Regions from separate parts of the Mus musculus genome. Here regions 2, 3, 4 and 5 are each linked to region 1. Evidence: chromatin contacts called from public ChIA-PET and HiChIP or PLAC-seq data. All regions are on one chromosome and are shown on one strand. Each heading gives the region's core, a stretch centred on a gene start, on an enhancer-like site or on the middle of the called end of the contact. The rest is flanking DNA. Distances are from core to core; before and after follow the strand shown. Region 1 holds the start of Btbd11 (BTB (POZ) domain containing 11). Region 2 has its middle 63 kb from the start of Cry1. Region 3 overlaps Btbd11 (BTB (POZ) domain containing 11). Region 4 overlaps Btbd11 (BTB (POZ) domain containing 11). Region 5 overlaps Cry1 (cryptochrome 1 (photolyase-like)).

Region 1 (5,205 bases), core at 991-3,490:
CTCTCTCTCTCTCTGTGAAATTACAGAAAGGAAGTTTAAGAATAGCGTGGGACTCCTGAAAGCTAAGTAATAAGTGTAAACTTTAGGTACTTGGGAGACTAAATAAATAAATAAATAAATAAATAAAATAGCTCACATTTTTTGATATGAGTGGTTTGTTAGTTTTGATTTTGTTATGCGTGACAACATAAGAGGTAAACTTTAGGAAGATTCTGATATTAGAGAACAGGAAAGGGAACGTGTTGCTATGGACGTGTATTAGGATGGAAATTACAGGATGACATGGGATATGCAGGATGAACGGCAGGGAATCCACAGCTGCCTATGCCCCACCCCCATCCTTACTGAGATTTGAATGACAAACAAAAATGATAGGCATTTAAGGTGTACTATGTGGTGTTTATTATATGTATTGTGAATAATTACCATAATCAAGAAAATTAACATACCTCTCAACCCATACATCTGACCTTTTCCTCTGCCTGATAAGAACACTTACAGACAACTTCCTACCGACATCATCATTCACTCTAGATGCCACCCTGCATGTATGTAATGTCTCTAGAACTGTGGAACACATCATCTGTAAATATAAGTCTGTGTGCTGAACAATCCCCCGCCCCTGTCTGCACCCAGTTACCATCGTACATTCTGGTGCTACTGTGTGATTCTTTTTAGAGTCACACAATAAGTGAGACACTCCCCTTAGCAGGATGATACTGTCCAGATTAGCCATTTGTTATACATGGTGAGATTTCCTTCTTTTTGAAGTCTGAACAATATTCTCTCTTAGCGATTGCAAATAATGCTTCAATGAACAGGGAGAGGGGAGTAAATAGATCTTTTAAATAGTGGCTTTATTTCTGTTTGGTAAAGATCCAGATGTGGGATTATTGGATCACATGGTAGTTCTAATTAGTAATTTTTTGAAGATCTTCGGCATTATTTTCCATAATAGCTATATCAATTTCCCTTCTCACCAATAGAGTACACTCTTCTTTATCCTCCACACCCTTGTTGATGCTTGTAATCTTTTGACTTTCTGATAATCGCCATCCTAACAGGCATGAGCTGGCAGCTCCTTATGGTTCTGATTTGCAGTTACCCTGATGGCCAGTGATGTTGAGTGTCTTCTCACATCCCTTCAGCCACAGTTGAACGTTCAAACCAGCAGTTCAAAGCACGTCCTTCCCTTGTCGACTCATACATTTACCACAACTCCCTAGCCCAATGTGGGATCCAGACAAATAAATAGATAGTAGCAAGCCAGCGTGACAAGGGCCCAGAAATGTGAAGCCATCGAAGAGGGTGGGGTGGTGGAAACACCCAGGATAGTTTTGGGAGATCAGGGTGGGCTTCTTGTAGGAATAGGATTGTGTAAGGGAGGTAGGAATCTTTGAATGAATAAGGTTTTTCCTAAGGTAGGTAGAGATAGACAAATAGCCAAGCAATGATGCTGTTAGACACAGAAATGCAGCAGACACACACATATATTTTGTATCTTTCTTTAGCTGAAAAGAATATTCTCCTGTGCACAAATTTAAGTTTGAGCAGTCTAGAGCATTGTCCACCAGAACCACAGAGTGGCCGGAACACACACACACACACACACACACACACACACACACACACACACACACACCCTGGAACTTAAGGGTAGATTCCTGTCTGCCGAACAAACCTAGAAAGTCCTGGTGACAGGTGGTTTATGGCTAGAGATTCGCTTCCCAGTGGCAATTATCAGTCTCCCCCTCACTACTTTCCTGTTTTATTTCCTTCCATGCTGGAGCAAACCCAGGCTGAGAAGCGGCACCCGCCTGAATTAGTCAGGGTGCCTGAAGAGGGAGGAGAAACGTGCATCTTGTATGGGCTGGTGGGAGGGAAAGAGAAATCTAAAATGCCAAAGCAGAAAGTAACCCTCGGACAAACACTTTATGAACCGCAGAGTGGAACAAATAACGATATAAATGATATTTTTGTCGATAGTTCGAAAGCAGAAACTAGGGAAGCTACAGTTGCAGGATGACTGTTCTTCTCCAGGCTTCCACCTAGGCCGCGGATCCCTCCTAGCTGCAGCCCTGGTCAAGGCCTGGGGGGGCGTGTCTGAGGGGCGGGGCCGCATGGAAGGGAGGAATAAAAAAAAAAAAAAAAAACCTAAGTAATTAGCATCCCCCGATTCCATTGGCTCTTCGACGGCCCTGCTTTGCATGCGCCCGCCCTCTGACTGCTTGGTTTGCTGGGGCTCAGCAGGGTTTTGCAGCCGCCTGGCTACAGCGCTTTAGTGCGGGGCGGGAGCTCAAGAGAACCGCGGCCCGGATCCCGGAGCCGGGGGAGCCCGTAGCCCGCCGAGCTGCGGCGGCCGTATCTGGGGCGATCTAGGTCCTATCGACACTGTGGCCGGCTCTCGGAGGCTTCTGCATCCGTCTGGTCCCAGGGAGGAGAGGACCAGACACTTTTATTTTGGATGAAAGGCGCGGGTCCTGGCGGGAGCTTCCTTCCCGGCCTGGCTCGCGGCTCAGTGCGCCCTCGCTCTGGCCCCGACTCCAGAAGATGACTTCAGGTTCCGCCGTGTATCTTCCCGTGGTGACGGCTCGGGGAGACAGGCGAAAGTAGTGACACTTGCTGGCAACGCCAGGTGGGAAAGTGAGCCTAGGCGACGTGGAGCCCCGCTGTCCCCGAGGACCCCGGTGCCCACAGATCCTTGCCTTTCCTTCCCCTCGGCTCCACGGCGGCTGCAGCATGAAGTGGCGCAGCGATGGCCAGGAGAGGTAAGAAGCCTGTGGTGCGAACGCTGGAAGATCTGACGCTGGACTCGGGTTATGGTGGCGCGGCGGACTCTGTGCGCTCCTCCAACTTGTCTCTGTGCTGTTCTGACTCTCACCCGGCGTCCCCGTATGGCGGGAGCTGCTGGCCGCCTTTAGCTGACTCCATGCACAGCCGGCACAACAGCTTTGACACCGTCAACACTGCCCTGGTGGAAGACTCCGAGGGGCTGGACTGCGCCGGTCAGCACTGCTCGCGGTTGCTGCCGGACCTCGACGAGGTCCCCTGGACCCTCCAGGAACTGGAGTTGCTGCTGCTGCGCTCGCGGGATCCCCGGGCAGGCCCAGCGGTCCCCGGCAGCCTGCCCAAGGACGCGCTGGCCAAGCTCTCGATGCTGGTAAGCCGGGCTCTAGTGCGCATCGCTAAAGAGGCGCAGCGCCTGAGCCTGCGCTTCGCCAAGTGCACCAAGTACGAGATCCAGAGTGCCATGGAGATCGTACTGTCCTGGGGCCTGGCGGCTCACTGCACCGCTGCCGCGCTGGCCGCGCTGTCCCTCTATAACATGAGCAGCGCTGGCGGCGACCGCTTGGGCCGTGGCAAGTCGGCGCGCTGCGGCCTCACCTTCTCCGTGGGCCGCGTGTACCGCTGGATGGTGGACAGCCGCGTGGCGCTGCGCATCCACGAGCATGCCGCCATCTACCTGACCGCCTGTATGGAGAGTCTCTTCCGGGACATCTACTCGCGGGTGTTGGCCTCCGGGCTACCTCGTAGCTGTAGCGGTCCTGGCCCTGGCTCCAGCTCCGGTTCTGGCCCAGGCCCCGGCTCAGGCCCCGGAGCCCCTGCAGCGGATAAGGAGCGCGAGACTCCGGGAGGGGGAGCGGCGAGCGGTGGCCCTTGCAGCGCAGCCAGCAGCGCCAGCGGGGGCAGTAGTTGTTGCGCCCCGCCAGCCACGGCGGCGACCGCAGTCCCGCCAACCACAGCCACCGCCGCCGTCGCCGCCAACCATCATCACCACCACCACACGCTTCACGAAGCGCCCAAATTCACCGTGGAGACCCTGGAGCACACGGTCAACAACGACTCGGAAATCTGGGGGCTCTTGCAGCCCTACCAGCACCTCATCTGTGGGAAGAACGCCAGTGGTAAGTGGCTCTGTCAACTCCGGGTTCAAGTTTGCCTCTCGTCCCCCTCCCGCGTCTCTCTGGCCACTCGCGCTCTCCACGGCCTTAGAGGTAGGGGCCAGAGTGGAGACAGCCAGGAACCCGTAGGTTCACTCCTGAGCTTGGGATCCGCGTGGTTGACACTGGTAGTAATGTTCCCAGAGCACACAGGGTTCCGCCCCCTTTGTGCAGGGCCAGGAGGTTGCTGCCTCCCGCAAGACAGGAGCAAAATCCAACACCCTTTTTATTTTACATTTAATTTAGTATGTTGTTTTACTCGGATCTGGCTTGAGACGTTTGAGTCTCGTGAATAGCTTCTAGAACCCTGTTGTGATCTTTAAGGGGCCACATTCCAGTACCCACGAGTTGGGCTAAGATCTGGAGGAGGCAGGTTCACTTGTCTGCCATGCAGTTCTCTCGCTTGCCCCAGGCCCTTTGGGGTCGCTGTGGATGCGCTAGGAAGGCATGGCTGAGGGCAGCGAAGGTGGAAGGATAGAGCTGGGTGGGCCTAAACGTGTTCATGTAGGTGGTGGTGGTGGTGGTGGAGAGACAACACTGCATTGCTCCAAGTTTTCCTGAACAGTTTCTGAGTACTTGAACCCAGAGCTGGAGATATAGGGGAGTGGGGGTGGGGTGGAGGGTGGCAAGGCCAAGTATTCCAGGCTCTGGCGGGTGATTTACATCTGTCACTTGGTTGAAGGAGAGCCACTAGGGACCCAGGCCAGAGGTAGGGGTTATCAGCTACAGGTACCCTTTTTCTGGAGTTCTAAAATCCCCTCATCGCGCCCCCTGGAAGGTGCCGAGTGGGTTTGAACCTGGGGTCCTGGATGTCCATAGGGTAGTGCTGGGGTGCTTGTTTTCCGGGTGGCGCTAGCGGTCCCCGTCTGCAAAAGCCTGAGCTAGACACTTCAAAGCTTCAATTTTCCACAGGAAATGGTAGAAGAGTAACTGGAGACTCTAAAAGCGAAATAAAACTTTGTTACGTATTCCAAGCGGTTTGGCCCGAGGTTGCGTGGTCGGAGCGAAAAGGCAGCCTTGCTGGGTAGATTTCATTCATGTCACAGCCTGTCTGTTTCCTCCAAGCTAAAGGAGAGATGCGTCTGGCCTGGCTTGGCCTCTGGGGTGCCAAGAGTGTGCATGTGGGTGTGCCCGCGCATGTGTGTGCAAGTGCCTTGTGAATATGCGAAGGAGCAAACCAGCAGGCTTCTGGGGTATAAGGCTCCAGCTTTAACCGTTTATAAATTTACCCTGATGGACTTTCTGACTGAATCTCTTCACCTGG
Region 2 (5,700 bases), core at 881-3,380, 140 kb before region 1:
GCAGATTTCTGAGTTCAAGGCCAGCTTGGTCTACAGAGTGAGTTCCAGGACAGCCAGGGCTACACAGAGAAATCCTGTCTACAAACAAACAAACAAACAAACAACAAGAGTTGGGCCACCAACATAGGCTTAGACAGAAGACTTTCTATTTTTTAAAAGGAAACAGGTGTCACGAAATACCTCAGGAACATCTGTATTCTAAAGGACTGAATCCATGGCATATGATCATTTTAGAAGCATTAGAATAGTTGAAGCAGTTGCCAGCTGTTTCCTGGAGATCCCTAATATCCATGCTTACCATGCCGCTCTCTGTCTGAGGAAGCTTCCTGGTCTAGTCTCAAGATCCTTGCTAACCCCAAGAATCCCAGCTGGGGTTGGTCAGAGGAGAATTTGGCTAGGGAACCAAGGGAGGGGAGGTCAGAGACTTGTGTGCTGGCTTCCATTCTTGCAAGGTAGCCTTACATTTACTATGGTCTGCAGAAGTGGACTGATGTCCTCAAGCATTCGTGCTTGGCTCCTCCCTCTTCCGGTTTCTGACAAGTTGTTTCTTCCTAGATCCCTTCATGTGTGTGGTGTTATAGAACTCTGTTCTCTATGGATAATATGACCACTATAACCTTGTGAGCACCCCATGCATATGCCTGATGCCTGTATCAGAGGAGGGCATAAGATCCCCTGGAGCTGGAATTATAGGCAGTTGTGATCTACCTTCATGTGGGTGTTGAAGACAGAATCCAGGTCCTAAGTGCTCTGAACCACTGAGCCATCTCCCAGGCTCCGTCTTTATTGTGTCAGACAGAGCAGTCTGATGAGCCAGAGGGGACCTTCAGCATATTGGATCTGTTAATGGTGCCTCATGGACAGAAGACATGGGAAGTGTCATCTGAGATTCTAGCCACTCAGTTTTTCTATGTCCCCTCTTCCAGATGTATGACATTCTACCCTAGCTGCACATGGCCTTGGGAGGTTCTAGAGCAGTGGTTCCCACCCTTCCTAATGCTGTGCCCCTTTTAATACAGTTCTTCATGATGCCCAGCCATAAAAGCACTTTGTTGCTACTTCATAACTATAATTTTGCTACTTCTGTGAATTGTAATGTAAATATCTGATAAGCAGTATATCTGATATGTGAACCCCAGGGGGGATGTTACCCACAGGTTGAGAACCTGTTAGCATCTAAAGGAGGTAGAAAGTTGACTGGGCATGGGTGGAATCATTCTTTGGTGCCTTATCTAGGATGAATAGATGTTCGTTCATTTCTACCCAGAAGTTCATGCAGCTCCAGGCTTCATACATCTTCCACTGTGGCCCCTCTGGATCTCATTCATACCACTGGCCTTAGTTTCTTAGCTAGAGAGAGAGAGAGAGAGAGAGAGAGAGAGAGAGAGAGAGAGAGAGAGAGAGAGAGAGAGAGAGAGAGAAAGAGAGAGAGAGAGAGAGAGAGAGAGAGAGAGAGAGAGAGAGAGAGGAAGAAGGAGGAGGAGGAGGAGGAGGAGGAGGAGGAGGAGGAGGAGGAGGAGGAGAAGGAGAAGGAGAAGAAGAAGAAGAAGAAGAAGAAGAAGAAGAAGAAGAAGAAGAAGAAGAAGAAGAAGAAGAAGAAGAAGGAAGAAGAAGAAGAAAGAAGAAAGAAGAAAGAAGGAGGAGAAGAAGAAAAAGAATCCCTATCCAATCAAATTTGCCATATATTTCCATTTACTGATTTTTCTTTTATTAATATTAGCATTATGTTTTCAACTCCAAGCAGGTGGTTCATTTGTTTGTTTGTTTGTTTGAGACATCCTCCTGCCTCTGGAGTGCTAGGATTTCAGGCATGTACTGCTATCTCAGCCAGAATCTTTCTTTATTGTTCTCAGTAATATTTTTATCAGCCTCCAGGATTTGGGGCTTTAGCCTTTCAGGGATTATGGCTATAGGACTTTTTGTTCAGTCTCTGTTATGTGTCTCTCATTTTTTTCTTCTTGTACAGACCCTTCGAAAATCTGATTTTACCAGCACCATCCCCCAGTCACATGGCTTCTTTACTGCTCCCAGAATCTTCTAAAAGAAGAAATTGCTAACAAGGCAAGTGGAGGATTCATCAAATGTTTTGCTTTTCCCAGAATGAGAGTTCCATCAGTTGGGGGGCGGGGAGCTGAGCTATGAGGAAGCCTGCATAGGAAGTAAAACTTGCTTTGAGATATTCTGTGTGGCCAGAAGGGTTCAGGTGTGCTTGTTTCTGTTTGTTCTTGGCCCTGCTTCTCCCCCATCCCAATTTTACTAGAAGATTATATACCGGTTTTACCCATTTCTATCTGAGCTTTGGGCTAAGCCTTTTCCCTTCCCAAATTGTCTCCATTCTCTGAGGAAGACTGTGTTCCTTCTCCAGTCCCCTCTGCTAGCTGTATTTCTTTGATCCTGCCTCTCTGAGAGGCAACTTTCTCCTCACATCCACTCTTCCTGAACCCATTCATCCTTTTCACCCTCTTCTTCTCCCCCTCTCCCCCAAGAGGCAGCAGAGTACAGTGGTAAATAATGGAATATATATATATATATATATATATATATATATATATATATATATATAAATATATAACTCGGACAGAGGAAGGCATGAAAGCCCTGCTGCTCTCTAGACTGAATGACTTTGGTGAGAGGACTGAACCTAATCTTTCACTTACTTCTTTCACTTGTAAAATGGGCAAAATGAAGACTCTCAGCCTAGGGGACTGTTTCAAGAACCAAAAGAGACCAAGAATATACTATGTGTGGCTCATAATGAATATTTAATAGACATTGGTTATTTATTATAACCCTGTTATGTCACCCACATATGAGCTTTAAAGTGTTTTTTATTTATTTGTTTGTTTGTTTTCTCCAGTGGGACTTGAAGTCTTTGAGTCCCTTCTCCAAGAGTCAAGCAAGAAGTTCTCTGACTTAGCCATTGTGTCCGTCTCCCTGTCATTGTTTCCCAGTTACTACTCCAAATGGATAAGAGTTACTTAATATGTGGGTATATAAAGTCAAATTAAACCCAATATTCATGGAGTGTCTTATAAAGAAACAGTTGCAGGCGATGCTCATACATAGTTTACAGAATCAGATACAGGTGGAGAATAACTTCATTTTTTAAATTGGTATATATTCACTGCAGATAGTATTGAGTTTCAGAAGGCCATTTCTATTATTTAAGATTTATTTTATTAGTCTGAAATAAGAGCTCTCAGCTACTGATGGTAGCCCACACCTTTAATCCCAGCACTGAGGAGGCAGAGGCAGGTGGATCTCTGAGTTTGAGGCCAACCTCATCTGTCCTATTCCAGGACAGCCAGGTCTACACAGAGAAATCCTGTCTTAAAAAGCCCCTCAAAAATCATTTTATTTTATTTTATTTTATTTTATTTTTAATTGTGTGTATATATCTGTGTCTGTGTATGGGTTATGTGATTGCAGTCCCTATGGAATCCAGAAAAAGGTATCAGGTGCCCTGGAGCTGGAGTTATAGACAGTTGTAAACCACCTGACATGGGAATCTAAACTTGGATCTTCTGCAGGAACACACACTCTTAAACCCTAGCCATGTCTCCAGCTCTCACAAAGTCACTTTCGTGCTCATATGTAATGTACTTTGAGCACATTCCACTTCCTATGCTTGGCACGTGTGGTGGTTTGAATAAGAGTAGTCTCATAGGCTCATCTATTTGCATAATTGGTTCCCAGTTGGTAGAACTGTTTGGAAAGGATCAGGAAGTGTGGCCTTGTTGCAGGAGCTGTGTTACTGGGTGTCTTAGGGTTTCTTTCCATTGCTGTGAAGACAACTCTCATAAATGAGAATATTTAACTGGGGCTGGCTTACAGTTTCAGAATTTCAGTCCATTATCATCATGGTGGGAAGCATGGCTGTCTGCAGGCAGATGTGGTGCAGGAGGAGCCAAGAGTTCTTCCTCTTGATTTGAAGGCAGGCAAGAGGAAACTGTCTTCTGCAGGCAGCCAGAAGGAGGCTCTGGATCACCCTGGCCACACTATGAGACCTCAGAGCTCTACCTTCACAGTGACACACTTCTAACAAGGCCACACCTCCTCTGATAGGGCCACACCTGCCAGTAGTGCTATTTCCCATGGGCCAAGCATTTTCAAACCACCACACTGGAGTTAGGCATTGAGGTTTCAGAAGCTTGTATTATTCCCTGTTAGCTCGCTCTGCCTCCTACTTGTGGATCATGATGTATGCTCTCAACTATTGCTCTAATTGCTTTGCTGTGCCTGCCTGCTGTCCTGTTCCCTGAAATGATGGTTATGAACTTACTCCCTATACTATGAGCTCCAGTTTAAAAAAAAAATCATCTATAAGTTGCCTTGGTCATGCATGACATCTTATCATAGCAATAAAGAGGTAGCTAAGATACTATCCCCATTAATGCCCTCCAATAACTTCGTTTTGTATAGGAGCCAGAGACAATCTTCAATTCATTTATATTTTCTATTCTTAACACTTAAATTTTAGATACTAAGGGATGACTTACAGTCCAGCTTTAGAATTCCTTTGCTTATCAAGAGCTAGCATTTACTTCAGATGAGTTTAATTTCTAAAGACATTTTATAATCACCTTTTTATGGTGAAGTTGCACATTTTTATCCAATTGTGTCCCTAAGCCTTGAACCACTAGCTCTCCTCCTTCTCCTTGGGGACCTGGCCCAATTTCCTGTTTCTGTGGACATCCCAATTTGCATTTAAGCTCATTCTGATAGGCTTGTCACCTGGTTGATATATCTGGATTTAGCTACCTTCAATTGTTTCTTCCCATATTAAAATTTGTCCTGTCCTTTATATATTCAAGAAGTCTTGCTCCCTCCCGTGTTTTAAGTGGTTCTTTTCTTTTCTTCTTTTTAGACAGTTTTGGAGTGGAAAAACCTCTGAAAGGCATCTGCTTTGTTTCAGTTTGGAATATTCTTGGCTGCAAGTAACAGGTGCAAAGACAAGTGTTTTAAACACAATACTGTACTGTTTCTTTTTTCTTTTTTTCATGCAATGTTAAGAATGGAAATAAGTTGGCTTAGGGTTATTTCAAGGGCTCAGCAACATCAGGGAGGATCCTGGATCTTCCTGTCTGTCCAACTGCATCTTTGCTACGTTGGCACTATCTCCTGGCAAGGTCTAGCTTCAGGAGCTCTGAGCAGCATAGCCTAACACTTCAGCATTTAACATAGGATGAAGTCAATGGAGTTGAAGGGAACCTGTTCTTTCAACAAAGAGGAGCAACTTTCTGAAGGCCTCCAGACTTCTCCTTAGGCTCATTGACCCTGTGCTGGTTCACAAGCCGACCTTTAGCCTGGGTAGTTGACAAAGGACAGGACTGCCACCCTTGCCTTAAATGATCACCGATTTTCCCCTGGTGGTGAGCTCATCACTACCTACAAAAAGTTGGGATTTTATTAGCCAGGAGGTGAAAAGACTGTCAGATTGGCCCCAAGTAGTCTCTGTATGTGTGTTTCCATCACCCCTTCTAGATGAAAAAGCTGGGGTCCATTAAGGTTATGGGCCACACATCCAAATGCATTAAAGTTAAGACAAACTCAATGGTCTTATGTTAGAAAGTTCCATAATTCAGTACCATTCAAAGTAAGCTTTAGTCATAAAATATAGGTGGCCACATGGAAATTAAGGGGGATCCAGAGCCAGGGAATTCCCCTCTTGTTCTCATGGCTCACACTCATCATAGCCAA
Region 3 (5,717 bases), core at 403-2,902, 150 kb after region 1:
TCTTTTTTTCTTACACCCAGCATCCACTTAGCATCTTCGTTGTCTGGCCCGGTTTATGTATGCCCTCTAATTACTATAATTACTCTGCCCTAGCCGCCCTAGAGTGGCCCTTCAAAACCAGGTCCAATTCCACCCTTCTCCATTCAGGATCCTCCAGTGTGTCCCACCTTGCTCAAGGTCAGACCCAACGTCTTTGGGGGTCACCCATTAGGCCTCACCCAATCCATCCTCAGTGTTCTATCACCAGACGACATCTCCGGACTTGCTACTCTGTTCCTTTCTCTAACAGGCTCAGCACACACCACCTTCGGCTCTTCCTCCTACAGACCCCTTTGTTGTCCCACTCTTTAATAGAAATACCTGATACTTCCTGTCACTTCCTTCAAGCCTCTACTTTAGGGCTTCTTCTTCATCATTTTCTGCCATTTCCTCTGTGGCCCCTACTGCCTGTTGCTGGCATATTTGAGTCATGTTGTTAGAGTGTTGATTTGAAACACAAGTACTAGGCACAAATATCAAGGCTTTCCAGTACTTTGCTACCATATCCTAAGAACCTAGAGCATTGCCTGGCGCCTAGTAGGTGCTCAGCTAATGCTCACTGAATGAGAGAATGAGCTAAGCTTTTAACCCTTGACTTTCTTGCTTCTCCAGTTAATTCTCTCATTATGCCACCAGTGTTAGAGTCACATTAACCTTCCCATTGTCTCCGTTCCTTGCCTCTTATACCAAGTCTCTAGAGCAGCACAGCTCCCACAGTGCACTAAGCCCAGAGGGAAGCTAGCCCTAGCTCATCCCTAGCTGGGCAGGAGGAAAAGCTGGCTGCCTGTGGCTCTCAGAGGGAAGGACAGCTTGTGAGATCGCATTCAGCCACTTCCTGCTTGTGACTCCATTCTACCTGCCCTACCTCTCTGTGTCTTGTTTCTGGCAGTCTCCACTGCCCTTCTCGCTGCCTCCCTGGCTGCCTGGACTGAAAGTTCCTCGAAAGCAGGGCATGAAGCTTCTTCAAGTCCTTGGCATCCCAAGTCGGATAACCTGGATAACCTTGAATTTGTTAGACCAGTGGAAGTGGGGATAGAGGTGGGAAGAGAGGATGGAAATGCAGTGTGAGATCACTGTTTCTAGAAAATGGGCTGTGAGTTGAGAGAGAAGCATAGCGCCTTGTAGGTGAAGGTGGAGATTCTGGCCGGTTAATAAAGTCCTCTGTGATCTGCAGCTGCCTGTGTCCACTTACCACCCTCCGCTCTGGCACTTCCCCCACATGCTGAGCACCTGCCTCTGGGCCTTTGTTCCTCCACTGACTGTCCTCCAACAACAATTATAATGATAATAGCAGCTGCCATTATTGAGCTATTTATAGAGAGCAAGCTGTATTTCACTCATTTAATCTTCCAGCAGCAAGGCAACTGATGGCTGTGCTGGAAGTTCTCCATTATTCTATAGTATTCCCAAGGAAACTAGTGCTTCAGGGGAGGCTAACTAAATGCATCAGCGCTGTGGGCCAAACCCAGCTTCCAGAACTCAAGCTCTTTGAATTGCTCTGTGGAGTCTGATTCTCAAATCCCAGCTGGTACTGAGTCCCTAGGAAACATCCAAAACGGAGGCTGCCTTGGGCTTGCCTGGGGCGGCTTCACGGGACCACACAGGACAATACAGGGCGTAGTCTGACCTCTGCTGTTTCTTCCACAATATTCCAGCTGGTGGAGGCCTGTATTCACAGCTAAGCTGGAGGCCTTGGGCCTCAGGCATCGACCCAACCTGCTCAGGTATTTGCATTTTCTGAAGGTCAGCACGCCCTTCCTTAAGCAGGTTTTAGACTCCCCATCTCAGTGGGCCCTGGCACCCATTTCTAGAAAGGATCTACACTGATGTTTCCTCCACTCTCATTCTGAGGTGCTCTGGGTCCAATATTTCTAAGATCTCTGAAAAGGAAACTCGTGCTTGGGCAAACTGTGAACCAGGAACTGTGCTCACACTAGCAGAAAAAGGGCTTGTTTCACATAGACAGAGGGCAAACTAAACCAGCCCTAAATCTGCTTCCTGCTGCCAAATCTTTTTAAAATAAAAGAGGAGCTCCAAACTGGTGGTATAGACATAAAAAAAAAAAAAAAAAAAAAAAAAAAAAAAAAAAAAGCTCTGACTTTCTATTTTGTTTCTTCATAAATCTAACAGTAAAAGAAAGCCTTCTAGCAGTGACTGGGTTATTGACTTCCTAAATCTTTAGCTCCAAAGAACTTCATTTACTTACTTTATTAGCAAACATTTATCGACTCCATTCACTGTGCCAGCTTGTCCATATATATTATCCCATTTCTGCCTCTCCACCAGTCATGGCGAGAGCAATATCAAACACTGCGAAGGGTGGAATAGGGCCAGGACAACCAAGTCAGAGCCGGGCAACCCCCACGAAAGGTGGCGAAGTGGGCATTAGCAGTGAGCTGTGTCTCTTCCAAGGCTCCATCCCTCCCGTTCGCTGGGAAAGCCGAGCTGCTGGCAGGATCTTCGCTTTCAGCTTCTCACTCCATGGAAGACTGAGCCCAGGTTGGCAGCCAGCGCCAGCACAGTCTACTCTCTTGCAGCCAGAGACAGAGGAGGCAGAGCCCAACCCTGTGCCAAGAGAACCAGACCCACGTTGTCACCCCACCCTCAGCATGGCATATGCATCTCCTGATCCTGGCTACTTCCGTTGCTGCATCACAACTCTAGGTTACTCACAGGAAGCACCAAAGATAGGCAACCTGTAGGCCAAGAGTGTCAAGCCACCATACGTACTGTAGTTATGGTTCAAAGGAAGACCATTCAAATTCAGAGACTGTCCTAAACTATTACCTTTTGGTGCCTCCAAATCATCACATCACCATAATTAATAATTAATAATAATAATAATAATAATAACAACAACAGGTTCTTCTACTTTAGTGTAGTGTTTTTGAAAAGATAAAGAGAGAAGGGGTATGTTCTATGGAGGTGTGATGAGGTATGGGGGGAGGGGCTATCTCACTGGGCCCATGCCAAGGCATCCCTTCCTCTTGACAGATCAGCCATGCAATGGTATAGTGTAGACTAGAATAGAGTTTATTAAGGGCATGAGAAGGCCAGTTAAGGGGGTAGTAGAAGCAGAGAAAGGCAGAGACAGAGAGAGAGAGACAGAGAGAGAAAGAGAGAGAGAGAGAGAAGTAGAGGAATAGAGGCCTGCTATGATCATATGGGAGTAGTGAGAGAAGAGCAAGAAAGAACAAGAGAACAAGAGAGGAGCAAGAGAGCAAGGAGGGGCCAAGCAGCCCCTTTTATGGTGGGTTAGGCCTACCTGGCTGTTGCCAGATAACTGTGGGGCGGAGCTTAGACTGAATGCTAACAAGTCTGACTGTGAGAATTCAAATACATTTTAATGTAAATATAAAAAGTACTTGGTACAGTGCCAACTGATTTGGCACTCAGTAAAGCTTGGCTGGCCTCCTCCTCCATCAGCACCAGCATCGTCCCTGAGGGTGGGTGGGGGAAGGCTGGGTGCTGGCGAGTATGGGTTTCTCCTCATGGGGAAGTATATCCCTGACCCAGGTCCAGCGATAAAAAACAGAGGAAGGTGGGGCACTCTGTTTGCCACAGGGCCATGCTGTGCACCTCAGAAGGGAAGCAGGCTGGAAGAGCAGCTTATCTGATAGCCTCCATGACAGAGGAGCTGCTAGACACAGTGTGTCCGAGATCCCGTGCAGAGTAGTAGAGCCCTTAGGTCTTATGCACTGGGTGACTTGACCAAAAGATTCTCTTTCTCCAGTCACACGAGACCTTGGAAGGAGGATCCTCACTGAATCCAGATACTAGACAGATGAGTTTACTAAACTTCAGGTTTGGTAGGGCGGTGTCTGTGAAGCTCTCACGCCAGAGGCCGGAGGGTCTCAGTACATTGCTGTGTTTAATCATCTCAATAAACTCACAGTGCCCGCCGTTTAGCTGCTCTCAACAGGTAGAGAAACTGCCTGGAGCCTGGAGAAGTCTTATCCAGTTTGCAAAGTAACTTGGCTCCGTAGGCCATGCCCTGCCTGCCTTTCTGCACCTCAGCACCAGCCATGATCAGAAACCTTGATGGGCGTGGCTGTGGTGGCACTCACAGCGGTGGACTGATTGTAGTTCTTGGAGGTAACAACCCCTTTTGAGGATTTGAATGCACTCCCTTCTTCAGCCAAATGAAAAATACACAGAATCTCACGAAAACAGATTTCTCGGGGACAGTGTGTGTGTGTACATTGGTGAGTGTACATGTATAGTTGACATCAGCACTCTTCCTCTATCAATCTCAACATGGTGATGATGATGATGGTGATGGTGATGATGATGATGATGGTGATGATGATGATGGTGATGGTGATGATGATGGTGATGGTGATGGTGATGATGATGATGATGATGGTGATGATGGTGATGGTGATGGTGATGGTGATGGTGATGGTGATGGTGATGCAAGGTCTCTCCCTGGGCTGCCTGGCTAGCAAGCTCCTGTCTACACACACACACACACACACACACACACACACACACACCAGGGCTAGGGTTGCAGGTTCATGCTGCCATATTTGTCTTTTTTTTAAAAAAAAAAAGATTTATTTTTTTATGTATATGAGTACACTGTAGCTGTACAGATGGTTGTGAGCCTTCATGTAGTTGTTGGGAATTGAATTTAGGACCTCTGCTCGCTCTGGTCAACCCCCCTCACTCTGGTCAGACCCGCTTGCTTCGGCCCAAAGATTTATTTATTATTATAAATAAGTACACTGTAGCTGTCTTCTGACACACCAGAAGAGGGCGCCAGATCTCTTTACGGGTGGTTGTAAGCCACCATGTGGTTGCTGGGATTTGAACTCAGGACCTTTGGAAGAGCAGTCAGTGCTCTTACCTGCTGAGCCATCTCACCAGCCCCATATTTGGCTTTTATATGCTTTTTTCAGGTCTTCAGGCTTGCAACAAATACTTGACCGGCTGAACCATCTCTCCCACCCCTCTGAACTTCAATCTTAATTGAATTCAATTGTGACCTTGGATCTTAATCAGCAAGTCATTCTGTCCTCAACTCCAATAATAGACTTGCATCAGACACTAAACTTTGGTGTTCAGGCCTTCTTATTCACCTAGATAGTTTTTACATTAGAAAAAATAAGTATTTCAGTTTATGTGTTAAGCCCTATGAGGCAATTTGAATGAAATTGGGCTCCGTGGGCCCATAGAGAGTGGCATTGTTAGGAGGTGTGTCCTTGGTATGGCCTTGTTGGAGGAATTGTGTCACTGTAGGTGGGCTTTGAAGTTTCAGAAACTCAAGTCAGGCTCAGCATCACTGTCTGATGCCTGCCAATCCAGGTGTAGAACTTCGGGCTCCTTCTCCAGCATTATGTCTGCCTGTCTCCATGCTTCTCGCCATGACAATAATGGACTAAACCTCTGAACTGTAAGCCAGTCCCAGTGAAATGTTCTCTTTCATAAGAGTTGCCGTGGTCCTGGTGTCTCGTCACAGCCAGAGAATCCTAAGACAATATATATGGAGTTAAGAAAATAAAGCCATAATACATAATCTTTGCATAATAGATCAATTACAGATTTTGCAAATCTCCGCCATCCAGTTCTTAAGGCTTCTTTGAATAATGGCATTTCCTCATTTGAATTTCATACCTCTATGAAAGGACAAGCAACTCCAAGGGGGATTGTTCATCTGCGCAATGAAGCATGAAGAA
Region 4 (5,272 bases), core at 1,302-3,801, 180 kb after region 1:
GTATGTATATGTGTGTGTGTGTTCTAGACCATCAGCTCCTTAAGAATAGGGCTGATTTTTTTTCTATTTCAACATAGATGTTTATGGCATAACTGACTAAATGTGGATTCTTTCATGTCTCACACAGTCACTTCTGGTCCAAAGAGTCTTTCTTGATGGAAATGCTAAGACATAGCCTGTGGAAGCTATTTTCTGTGTCCCATGGACTCAGTTTTCCCGTTGCTACAGTGTTGTGGATGGTTCCATTCTTCTTTGTAGTGGTTTGAAGAAGCTCAGCAGGAGTATAAAATTGCTGTAGCCTATGTTTTGTCAGGATGTTGGCTACTGTTTTTAGAGCTTCTAGAGGCTGTCCAGCATGACAGGTATACTCATTTTGTTAACATTAAGACAGATTTTTGTGAGACTTATAATTAAGCTGTTTATTTTCCAAACCATAGTGGTATGTTCAGAACACCTTAACACTGAGGGTAAGCTACTTTTAAAATAGAATTATCTTATGTTGAGAACAAGTCCTCCCCACCCCCGCCCCAAGTCATTATCTTTGCTGTAAATATCAGTGATTCCTCCATGTCTTTGGCCATGGATGGGTTCACTTGTTTATTGCCACAATGTAAAATAATAATAATAACAATGGGAGAACAAATAGGAATGCTTTGTGGCCTTAATTATCTGGCGCTGTGTGGGCGGAACAGCGAAGCGCTTCATTGGGAAGAGCAGACATAGACAGGTCTGCCTGCCCCCAGTCTTTCTGGAAGGAAAAAAAAGAAACAGAATTGATTCCAGGTAGCAATAGCTCTCACCTCGTCTGCAAGCAGAACATACAAACAAATGTGGCAGGATGCCTTCTGGGGGAATCTCAACCATAACTGTGAGCATCAGTCACTCATGAATTGCCAACTGTTTGAGGAAAACTAATGGTGTGTAACAAAACAGCCTTGCCATGCAAGAGAGTTTACACTTGAGGAAACAGAGTTCATAAAACAAGCAGACCAGAACCCTAGAGGTAAATATCATCCAGTTATTTCTTCATAGATCCTCACTTTACCAAAAGTTCCCCTCTACCCATTGCTTCCTAAGGCACTTTCACGCACAGGGCAAACAATGTTCCTATTTCAACAGATTCCCAAGGGCTATCCTAGGGTTGTGCAAAAACGTGCAGAAGGCTGGATGTAAATGTTCTATCAGAATGCTTACTTGCCTAAGTTAAGCCCAGGGGGACTTCTTAAAGCGAAAGAAAAGCTCTGAAAGACTGGGCATGAGCAGTCTTTGTGAGAAGTTGACCTGTGGTTCATTCCCTGGCTCTGTTCCCCTGGAAACTTGATAAAAAGTTTCAGTGTCGGCTGTGTTACTAGGCAACACTGTGCAGCACCCGAATGGCCACATATTGATAAATTACACCTGGCCTGATGGTTCTGGAAGTGTTCGACAAGGACCTAGAGCTTTAGGATTTTCTCAATTCTCTGACTCTTGTCACTCTTTTGAAGGGACCTTGGTGACTAAATCTATGAGATTCCTCTAAGACGTGTGGGATTTGTAAGCTACAGAAATCCCCACAACTATTCAGGCCAACCTTGTCCCCACACCTGAGTGTTCCCTGGGTAGATGGTAGCTTCTCCAGAGTAAAAGGCTCCCTAGATTTCTATTAACTAGAACATAGGGTGCTGGCTGCTGGGCCAGATTGAGGTCTAGGATAAATTGTGAGTCTGAATGTTCAGCTGAGCCTTCAAAGACTTCTGATATTCAATGGAACCAGAGAGCCACAACTCCAGGGTCACAGCCTAGAGCAGTAGCCAAGTGACACCCAGGCCTACATCAGTGGAGGTGACACAGACACCTGACGCACATCACTACTACTGGCCATGAGACACTCCGGAAGACTTCTGTCACCATTGCCCCAAGAGAGGGAAATCCCTGTCACCATTCTTGTCAGCTAGACATGACACCTGTCACATTGTGTAGTTTCAGATCATACACTTGAACCTTTGCAGGGAAAGCTGGGAAGGGGAATTTGTAGCTTGGGGAACCATGACACATAGCATGGGAATTCCCATACCTGGGAATGTTAGCTCTGGTTTTTGGGAGCCAAAAAGTCCCTACTACACACTTTCTTCTTTACTCTTTTTAAATAATAACAACAACAATAATAGTACACACATGCTTTATTTTCATAGTTTGTATTGAACTTTATTGGACGTACAGGTCATGACTGGTTGGCTTATACTCTAACATATGAGAATCAAAATATTGTCCCAGAACAAAGACACATTGAGTTGACACCCTGGAAGTCTCACAAGCTGAAAACAGAGTAGAGAAGATAGCTCTGGCCATTTCAACAGGTATTATAATACCTTTTCTCAGAGAAAGGATGCCAGCTCCTTTTTCAGAGGGAGGACCGAGTTGGCTCATTCATCTGGTGGGCCTGGATGAACAAGCACAAAAAAGGGCCCTGCTTGATATATGCCTGTTGCTTATCTCTTTGTTATGACAAACATGCTTCACAAAAGCGACTTAGGCAAGGAAGGATGTGGTTTGGGCTCACAGGTGAGGACAAGGAACTCATAAAAACAAGAGAATGAGACAGCTGGCCACACTGCATCTACAATTGGGAGGCAGAGAGGGGATGGAGGCTGGCCCTCTGCTGGATCTCTTCTATTTATTCATTCTAGAACCTCAGGAAACAGTGCTATCCATAGGTAAGGTGGGTTTTCTCATCTCAACTAACCTAATCTACACAATCCTTCACAGACGTGCTCAGAGATCTGTTTCCACGGTGATTATAAGTCCCATCAAGTTAACAACTAAGATTAACCACTGTAAGGACTTTTGGAAACTGGCCCCAAATCTCAACCACCACACAAATGATTTATAATAAAGGAGACCAGCCATGCCAAATTTGAAATAACTGATGCTAGAGGCAATGGTTTAAAATATGATATGGTTGTAACTTGGACATAGCTACAACTTACTTTATCTGACCAAGGTAAAACTTTATTCCAACCCCAGTAAGTGTGAAACTACAGGTTATAGTTCATGAGTGTGCTGTATGTCAACATGGTGCACACATTAGCAGACGACACCCTATGGCCAAACTGGTCCACTGCCTGATTTTGAAAATACAGTTCTACTGGGACACAGCTGCACTCATTCACTTACGTATTATTTAGATGACAGCTTTTGAACTGTGGCAGAGTCAATTCCTAGCGACAGATAGTTCAATGTTCATAAAACTGAAAGTAGTGTTTGGCCTGTTCCAGAAAAATACAAAAAAGCTGACCTTGATGTGAATTGTAACTATCACTTAAACAACAAATTCAGATTGAAAATTTAAATACCACTATACTCTTCATGGGGTAAGGTATACACACACACACACACACACACATATGTGTGTGTGTGTGTGTGTGTATATGTATGTGTATATATATATATGGATTATGTACGTGTATATATATGGATGGATGTGTGTGTGTTCATGAAACTTTCCCTCTAGACCCTGTTAACCCAGTGGTTCCCAACCTTCCTAATTCTGAGACCCTTTAATATGGCTCCTCATGTTGTGGTGACCCACAACCATAAAGTTATTTTTATTGCTACTTCATAACTGTAATTTTGATACTATGATATGTAATATAAATGTCTGATATGCAGGACATCTGATGTGTGACCCCTGTAAAAGTGTCATTTGACACCCTCCCCCAATGAGTCCCAACCCATACATTGAGAATCTCTGTCTTAACCTAGCTGGAGTTGATTAGCTTGCCCAAGGGCACGTAGTTCAAGTTGGAGGATTTGAACCCTAGGAGTTGACCTCTGGTGTGTGTTCATAGTCACTAGGCTGGTTTCCTCTTAACAGATGATGGCGTTCTTTTTCAATGATAACGTTTGAAAGCCTCATCCCAATCAGTGTCTTTTGTGATCTTCATGGATGTTTATATGTCATAAAATGAGCATCCTTATTATATAAACTATGATGAGTACCGAAAGGCTATGAAGAAGAAATTCTGCATGGCCCCTGTGACCAGAGGCAAGGACTGTGACTTCAGACAAAGGTGTTTACGTTCCTTCGTGACACTGGGTCATGGTTTTATTGCTCTGAAGAGACACCGTGATCAAGGCAACTCTTATAAAGGACAGCATTTAATTGGGGCTGGCTTACAGTTTCTTGGGTTTAGTCCATTATCATCATGGTTGGAAACATGGCAGCATCCAAGCAGGCATGTTGCTGGAGAAGGAGATGAGAGTTCAACATCTTGATCCTCTGGCAGCAGAAAGAGACTGTGTACCACACTGAATGTAGCTTAAGCAAAGGAGATCTCAAAACCTGCCCCCATAATGACACACTTTCTTCAACCAAGCCACATCCACTCCAACAAGGCCACACCTCCTTAATAATAATCCCACTCCCTATGGGCCAAACATTCAAACACATGAATCTATGGGAGCCATACCTAATGATACATGGGCATGCCGTTATATTCTGCCTATTGATTAACCCCTGAAGACATACATTTCAATGAACTGTTCTGCCACTGGGCATGGGACTTGAAGTCAAATGATGTTCTAGAATAAATGAAGTTCACTTGCTGCATTCATGTTGAAGACAACTGAGGTACAGACTGGGCTCACCTAGAGTCATGGTCATGTTTACAGAAGTTGTGCACAGTGGTGACTCAGGTTCGTTGCCCATAAGTATCCTCTCCTGGGAATTCTCTCTTCCTTCTATCCCACCAGCTAGCCACCATCCTCAGTTCATATTACAAGGTTAATCTTGGTTAATCTTGGGCATCACCTCTTTTACCAACCCTTCTTCCTGCTTGACTGTACTAAGTAACCAGAACCTAGCTCAGTACATTGCAGATCATAAGCACCATGTGGGTGTTTGCAGGACCAAGTGCGGCTGCATTCTAATACTAATACAGAGCCCTGGGTGCTGTCTGGGAGAGCCATTTTGTCAGTGCCCACTCAAGCAGTCCTCATCTTGGTACGGGCTCTGCAGTTTCCAAGCTGCATACTCTCCAGGCTTGTTTCCATAGCTGTCATCCAGAAAGGACTTCTCCTCCTTCAGCTGTTTGGATGACTGCTAAACTCACAACCACTTGCCATGCAGTGCGGTCAGTGACACACACTGTTAACAATCAGGCATTTCCACCTACCTGCCCTCAGGGACCTAGAGGATGTTCTACGTCATCACCCCATGCCAAAAAATGTGCCAGATGTGCTAGGTGCTGCATATAAAAGGGCCCTCTGCCACCCCATGGGATACTGTTATTTC
Region 5 (5,892 bases), core at 47-2,546, 220 kb before region 1:
GAATGTATTTAGTCCTAGAAAAAATTCAAATTGTTTCTTACAGCACACACAACTGCATACAAGCATGTATACACATGTATACATATACATAGACACACACACCCCACTAGTTTCTGTGGATTTCATATTAAGTGCCTGTGTCTGATTCTTAACGTATGTTTTAGTTTCTACATCTGGTAAATATCGTCATAGGTCTTGCATAGTCTATTGAAAAGGTTTGAAGTAGGATATGCTAGTGGGCTTGTTTTCCATAGCTTTTGAGGGGATTAGAAACACATAAAACCAACTAGTAGCACAATGGCTAAAACCCATTAAATAGAAGTTACTGTTACTTCTCCTTCAGAATAATTTCTTTCTTAAGGTTGAGCGGGGAACTGTAAACTCATAATTCTCAAGATGTGGAGCAGGAGGATCCCAAGTTCAAGGGCTATAGCAAACCCACATGACCCACCTTAAAAAGAGAGAGAGAGAAAAAAAGGGTAATACCTGTTTTTGAAAACAAAATCACATGTATGTATACATGTAAATACTTGGGCACAGCAGTAGGAGAGACTGAGTTAGTTGGATGCTCAGCTTATACAGGATCGCACTAAACGTGTGCCTTTCCCTGAATGTGACTGTAACCCAAGGTTTGATTTTCCCCAGTGACAAAGCCAATGCTAATATAAATAGCTAACTATTTAAAAGGTACTGTACAATAAAAACTCAAAATTAACTCATCTTAAAGCCTGTGATTCTGTGGTAGTACTACAGAAAATAAACCTTCAATAGTGTAGGTTCAAAGTGTCAAGTCACTGATCAGTGAAATTTCTTTTTGGTGATAAATAAAAACTATTATTTGAAAGCTATACAAAATCTAACCCTTTGTCCTTTGCCCTCAATTTAGAATGGGGTCACTCAGAGTTCAGACTGTGTGCTCCAGAGAATATCATTTCAACATTCATATAAAGATGTCTTAAAACATCATTCGACACTGAACAGGCAAATTTGGCATACACTGCATAGTCATTTACTCCCATTTGAAGGTCTGGCTAATAAAACAATAGAATGGTTTTTAAAAAGGCCAAATGATAGTAAAACTCACTGCACTCCTTAATGTATAGAAGCACAACTTAATTATAATACTGAATGAACCACGAAGAGATTAATGCACTTCTTCATTTTAAATATTTTAAGGAATTTTCCTCTAGAAATCACTACCTTTTACTACTATAAAAACGTACATGTAGTAACTTCCTTATGCCACTTCCAAAAGATGATTTCAACATGAATCAACAGAAATAGTTTCTAAAGTAGGTCATCGCTATAGCAACCAGTGGGTGGTTTAGCATACTCCCATCACAATGACCTACTTTCTAGTCTGTGCTAGGACAGCTTATATAACTAGTATTTCTAGTTCTGTCTATAAAATAGTCTGAAAAAGGCAATGGCAAGATACAACATAATCCCACTGCTACTGAAAACAAGACATTATGAATTCATATAACACAGTCATCTGTCCTATGCCATAGTTTCTACACTGTGTCATAACAGTCACCAGTGGAGATTACTCTTAGACTCTCTAAACCAAAACCATACAGTGTCGACCCTAGAGACCCGACTTAAAGAATATATACTAAAATCATTAAAATCACATGAAGAACATCTCCATGTATTCTGTACATATGAAAAAAAAAGATGTGGACCTACTACCATAAATAATAAAAAAAGAAGGGTTTTCAGCCATACCCCAAAGTATTTGATTAGAGATTTAAAAACTATAAATAGCAATTTGTGTGTCTCTAAGTATGGAATAAGGTTTTTATATGCTCCATTTTTAAAATTTCTAGCAAACTCTTAGTTCTTTCATTTATTCTGTCAACTGTGATACACATTTTCTTAACAGCCAATACTCAAGCATTTAATCCAGATGAAGTACACATCACGAAGGTGAATTCTGCACTTGTCAGGCTCAGAATTAAAAGCACAGGTCCAGAGACATAGCAGAACAAAAAGTTGTTTCTAAAACCAATGTGTTGCAATCAAAACAAAATTTATAGGTAACCTTCTCACAAGCCCTTCCAAAGAACCAACAGAGGCAGAACAGGGCTTTTAGTGTGGTTGCTCAGGTGTGACCCAAGAAAATGATTATGTGTGCAGTACAACAGTAGAACATTCACTTAGCATGGTCAAGGCTCTAGGTTCAGTTCTCAAACATCAAAAATTAAGAAATTAAAGAAATAATGAAAAAAGCTGAAGGTCAGGCCTGGCAGTACACACCTGTATTCTAGCATTCTAGAATCTTTAGGCTACTGATACAGGAGTATCTAAACTCAATGCCACCTGGCAAACTCAGCAAAACCGTGACTGAAAAAATAAGACATTATATAAAAAAATTTTTAATTCAAAAGCTGCAAACCCAGCAGACTGGTGAAGTTGTGTCACTGGGTGTCTCAAATAGGATGAGCCCTGCTGTTCTTGGTGATATGACTCACTGGGGTAATAAGCATGACTTATTGAAGTTCTGAGGCTTCTCTTGATGTGTACAGGTATTAAGTGAACCCAGAAAATCTCTATATAAAGTAGTATTTCAATACCCCTGGTTTGATACACAATGAATTTGGACTTCCATTCAGAATATGAGAAACTCTGTTCTGGACTCAAGTCTGAGGCTACACATTACTGTCTGAGGCACCACAGGCTACACTAAAGACAGTGTCCCACTTCTGGCCTGTCCAGGTCCTCTAGCTTCCTTCAGCCATTTTAACAACTAAAACTGCCTCAGAACAACTCTAAAATGCCTTCCTTCCAAGGAGTGATAACTAATTTCATCCACCAGTTTATGAGAGCTAAAACTGTGATGTTGTAATGTCCACAGAGCTAGGAAAGGTACTTGAACATGTGCACCATATACAGAAACTGCTTACAGCCTTCTAGGATAAAAGACAACTTTGTAGCACAAATGGGTAATACTGACACACTGTGAAAAAGCAGAAGGAAGAAAGCATTTCTTGTCTTTTACTCCTACTCTAAGGCAAAGAAGATATAAAAAAGTCAAGGATACAGTGAAGGTAAAGAAGAACCTTTAAGGCAGAGGCAGGAGGATTTCTGAGTTCGAGGCCAGCCTGGTCTACAAAGTGAGCACCAGGACAGCCAGGGCTACACAGAGAAACCCTGTCTCGAAAAAAAAAAAAAAGAAGAAGAAGAAGAAGAAGAAGAAGAAGAAGAAGAAGAAGAAGAAGCACCACCTTTGACTATCTATACAGTTCAATGGCATGGAGAAAGATGGAGAAGGACTAGCCACTGGCCAGAAAGTTCTGAGTAAGGCCAGGCTTAGCACTTTCCAGTGCCCACACAATTCCTAAATAGAGCAGAAGTGTTATGGATTATCTACCTAATTAATCACTAAACAAATTAATTATGTCATGAAAAGGATTTTAAAGCTTGACTCAATAGTCAATGCTAAAGTAGGATAGGAAAAGAATATTTGGTTCATGTCTATTTTTATAGGCATGGAGGTATACAACCCTTTTTCACATTAAAAAAAACCACTACAGAGTCAGAAAACTTATCATGCACGTTTTCTGAAACTCAGCTATGAGATGAAATAAGAATTATAATTTGGGGCTAGTGAGATGGCTCAGGAGGTAGAGGCACTTGCCACCAAGCCTGAAGACCTGGGATCCACATGGTAAAAGGAGAGAATAGATTCTTGTAGTCATTCTCTGGTATCCAAACACAGACTATGTAATGTATGCATGTATATATGTGCAAGCCTATGCATACATGCACATATGTGTGCAGACACACGCACACAAATAAATGTAAAAATATTTAGATTTAAAAAACAATTTAAGGGCTAAAAAGATGGCTCAGCAGTTAAAGGCTACATTTACAACCAAAACATCAAAGAATTTAATATGAATATGTCTGACTCCAAAGCTGTGCCCTCTGTATTATATAACACTGCTTTTCTATAGAGCATGCAATAATATAATGCTACCTTGTCCTGACTCCATTTGGGTTCACTTAGACAGTTCTTAGACCTCTACCCACGGATGGTCACATCTGCCTTAACCTTGACCATAGTCCAGATGCATTAAACAAGTAATTATTGTAAACTAAAATAACTAAAGAAGGTATATATCAAAGATAACTGTCATGTTATGTCTGAAATAATTACTATGCTTTTCCAGGAATAAACATTTCAAGGTTACTCTGACCCTCACCTAACTCTAATATAAATTATGTTCTTTGTGGGTTTGCCTTTTAAAATGCCCAATCCCTATTAGGCACCAGGAGACTCTAAGGCATGAACCCGCTTTTGGTTCCTGGCTAATAAGCGACTCATCATTTTTAATTGGCTTAATCAGCATGGTTGTCTGTATCTTTCTCGCATGAATTATTACAAGAAAATATTTTAGAAAAAAACTGATGAGGCAGCTTTGGATACAAGGCCGCCCGGAGGGCCCCCCCCCCGCCCCCCCACGGTGGGGTGAGTATGCGCTGCATCAGTTCACTTTTCCTTCTGTGCAAAAGGAACGCACACGACGACGGCTGCATCGGAGCCCACAGTTCCAGATTTCAGTCCAGTCCATGGGTGTTTTGCTTAAGTTAGAGCATAATGGTAGGGAGCATGAGGTGAAGCTAAAGGGCCCACCTCCTGGGGCAAGGAGGCAGTTAGAATGAAAAGACCTATCTCTTCAGGGCCAGCTCACCCCTACTCTACTAGGTACTTCTTCCAACTAGGCCCCACATCCTTGTTTCTACTATTTCCCATTAATGCCACTAATGCACGAATCTGGACTAAGCCACTTACAAAAGCACATCATGATCTACAAGGCTTTCAATAGTGTCACAAGCCAGAGACCGACACTTCAACCACGCCTAAGACACAATGGGTTGGGTAAATGGGAGTGAAGACCTTCCAGTCATTGGATGGAAACAAGCTCCTCCCAGACTCTAGGAATTCCGCAGGTCCTGACTCTTCACTCTCACAGACCCACTGAGGTATTTCTACTCACAGAAGAAACCTGAGTGTGTGCTGGGGTAGGAAAGAATCATGCGTGTCAATCAATCAAGAAAGGCAGTCAGAGAAAACAACATGCCTAAATCAAGAACACTCATAAATGCAATAAATGCAGAGAATGTTATTGAAAAACATGACTATACTAAGCATCATACTTTCTAAACTAATGTGCACATCCCTCAAGTTTTACCACTTCAAAATGTCTTAAACTTCAATGCCAAATGATGCCTTTTACTAACTTGTTGACAGTACAATGGATTAAGATACTCTAACAAAAATAGCTAACAAGTTCACAAACAACAGAACTGAACATTTCTTAAAATAATTCCCTAGGCTGCTCTAAAAGCAGGGTGCTAGAGTCAGCATTAGCCTGAAGATTTCTACAAAGCCCTGGAAAACTTGAGCTTAATCCAGGTTAAGGAAGACAGAAAACAAAAGCCCAAGGCTCATCAGAGTAAGGAAGCTAATAATAGACTTTCCTTCTCTAGTCAGAGCTTCCAAAAGCTTTATTCCCAATTCAAATGGAAATATGACAAATATGAAGTCACAGAGTAAGTCAGTGTAAAAAGCTGCCGACCCCCTCCCCACCTTGGAGGATATAAAGTTTACCCTTGAGTGGGAAGAGCAAAACATCAAACTGACACGGGCAACAGTGGTGCGCTACAGTAAACCCCGATCAGAGAAAGCAAACCACACTAAGTCACGTCAGTGTCACACACTCTGAGGGGAGGTGACAGGAGACCACTGTGGTAGTAGTTTTCTCTTGTATGTGTGAGGGTGTGTCTGCATGTGTGTGTGTGTATACTATGTGCATGCCTGATTTTCAGGGGATCAAAAAAGGGCACTGGGTCTCCTGGAACTGGAGTGACAGATAGCGTGAGCTC

The links. ChIA-PET counts read pairs in DNA pulled down with a chosen protein or histone mark. HiChIP or PLAC-seq counts read pairs in DNA pulled down with a chosen protein or histone mark.
Region 2: an H3K27ac HiChIP or PLAC-seq map of SST interneurons shows a contact between it and region 1, with 4 times the contacts expected there. The contact joins the enhancer-like site here to the promoter of Btbd11 in region 1. A contact is called at or near these places in 11 of 39 promoter capture datasets (the 3T3-L1 cell line, 3T3-L1-derived adipocytes, cranial neural crest and 6 more), 1 of 484 Hi-C or Micro-C datasets (nephron progenitors), 12 of 115 datasets of contacts at active chromatin or transcription factors (SST interneurons, bone marrow-derived macrophages, craniofacial prominence and 9 more) and 2 of 9 other capture datasets (liver and pancreatic islet).
Region 3: an H3K27ac HiChIP or PLAC-seq map of embryonic stem cells shows a contact between it and region 1, with 36 read pairs. The contact joins the enhancer-like site here to the promoter of Btbd11 in region 1. A contact is called at or near these places in 7 of 39 promoter capture datasets (the 3T3-L1 cell line, 3T3-L1-derived adipocytes, cranial neural crest and 3 more), 12 of 484 Hi-C or Micro-C datasets (cerebellum, embryonic stem cells, myocytes and 4 more) and 26 of 115 datasets of contacts at active chromatin or transcription factors (craniofacial prominence, embryonic forebrain, embryonic hindbrain and 9 more).
Region 4: an RNA polymerase II ChIA-PET map of memory CD8 T cells shows a contact between it and region 1, with 216 read pairs. The contact joins the enhancer-like site here to the promoter of Btbd11 in region 1. A contact is called at or near these places in 7 of 39 promoter capture datasets (the 3T3-L1 cell line, 3T3-L1-derived adipocytes, embryonic stem cells and 3 more), 2 of 484 Hi-C or Micro-C datasets (CD4 T cells and embryonic stem cells), 21 of 115 datasets of contacts at active chromatin or transcription factors (craniofacial prominence, embryonic forebrain, embryonic hindbrain and 9 more) and 1 of 9 other capture datasets (pancreatic islet).
Region 5: a contact with region 1 is called in an RNA polymerase II ChIA-PET map of memory CD8 T cells, with 16 read pairs. The contact joins the enhancer-like site here to the promoter of Btbd11 in region 1. A contact is called at or near these places in 3 of 484 Hi-C or Micro-C datasets (epidermal suprabasal cells, liver and nephron progenitors), 5 of 115 datasets of contacts at active chromatin or transcription factors (embryonic stem cells, memory CD8 T cells and pancreatic cancer cells) and 2 of 9 other capture datasets (adipose tissue and pancreatic islet).

The regions. Positions count from the first base shown.
Region 1 is chr10:85,384,574-85,389,778 of GRCm38.p6, forward strand. It overlaps Btbd11 (BTB (POZ) domain containing 11), which reads left to right and starts at 2,241. Exons shown (of 17, transcript NM_028709.2): 1 at 2,241-3,905. The coding sequence starts at 2,756.
Region 2 is chr10:85,245,326-85,251,025 of GRCm38.p6, forward strand. No RefSeq gene overlaps it. Among named protein-coding and RNA genes, the nearest start is that of Cry1, 63 kb to the left of the region's middle. Within about 2 kb of position 2,131, at least 3 of the 459 cell types and tissues checked have an H3K27ac peak or open chromatin away from gene starts, as enhancers often do. A contact at or near this core is called in SST interneurons, where this site is marked.
Region 3 is chr10:85,538,354-85,544,070 of GRCm38.p6, forward strand. All of the region lies in intron 1 of Btbd11 (BTB (POZ) domain containing 11), which reads left to right. Among named protein-coding and RNA genes, the nearest start is that of Gm40731, 49 kb to the right of the region's middle. Within about 2 kb of position 1,653, at least 38 of the 459 cell types and tissues checked have an H3K27ac peak or open chromatin away from gene starts, as enhancers often do. A contact at or near this core is called in embryonic forebrain, embryonic stem cells and neural progenitor cells, where this site is marked.
Region 4 is chr10:85,564,705-85,569,976 of GRCm38.p6, forward strand. The region is part of intron 3 of Btbd11 (BTB (POZ) domain containing 11); the gene reads left to right. Among named protein-coding and RNA genes, the nearest start is that of Gm40731, 23 kb to the right of the region's middle. Within about 2 kb of position 2,552, at least 8 of the 459 cell types and tissues checked have an H3K27ac peak or open chromatin away from gene starts, as enhancers often do. A contact at or near this core is called in memory CD8 T cells, where this site is marked.
Region 5 is chr10:85,160,620-85,166,511 of GRCm38.p6, forward strand. All of the region lies in intron 1 of Cry1 (cryptochrome 1 (photolyase-like)), which reads right to left. Among named protein-coding and RNA genes, the nearest start is that of Cry1, 21 kb to the right of the region's middle. Within about 2 kb of position 1,297, at least 134 of the 459 cell types and tissues checked have an H3K27ac peak or open chromatin away from gene starts, as enhancers often do. A contact at or near this core is called in adipose tissue, epidermal suprabasal cells, liver and 1 more, where this site is marked.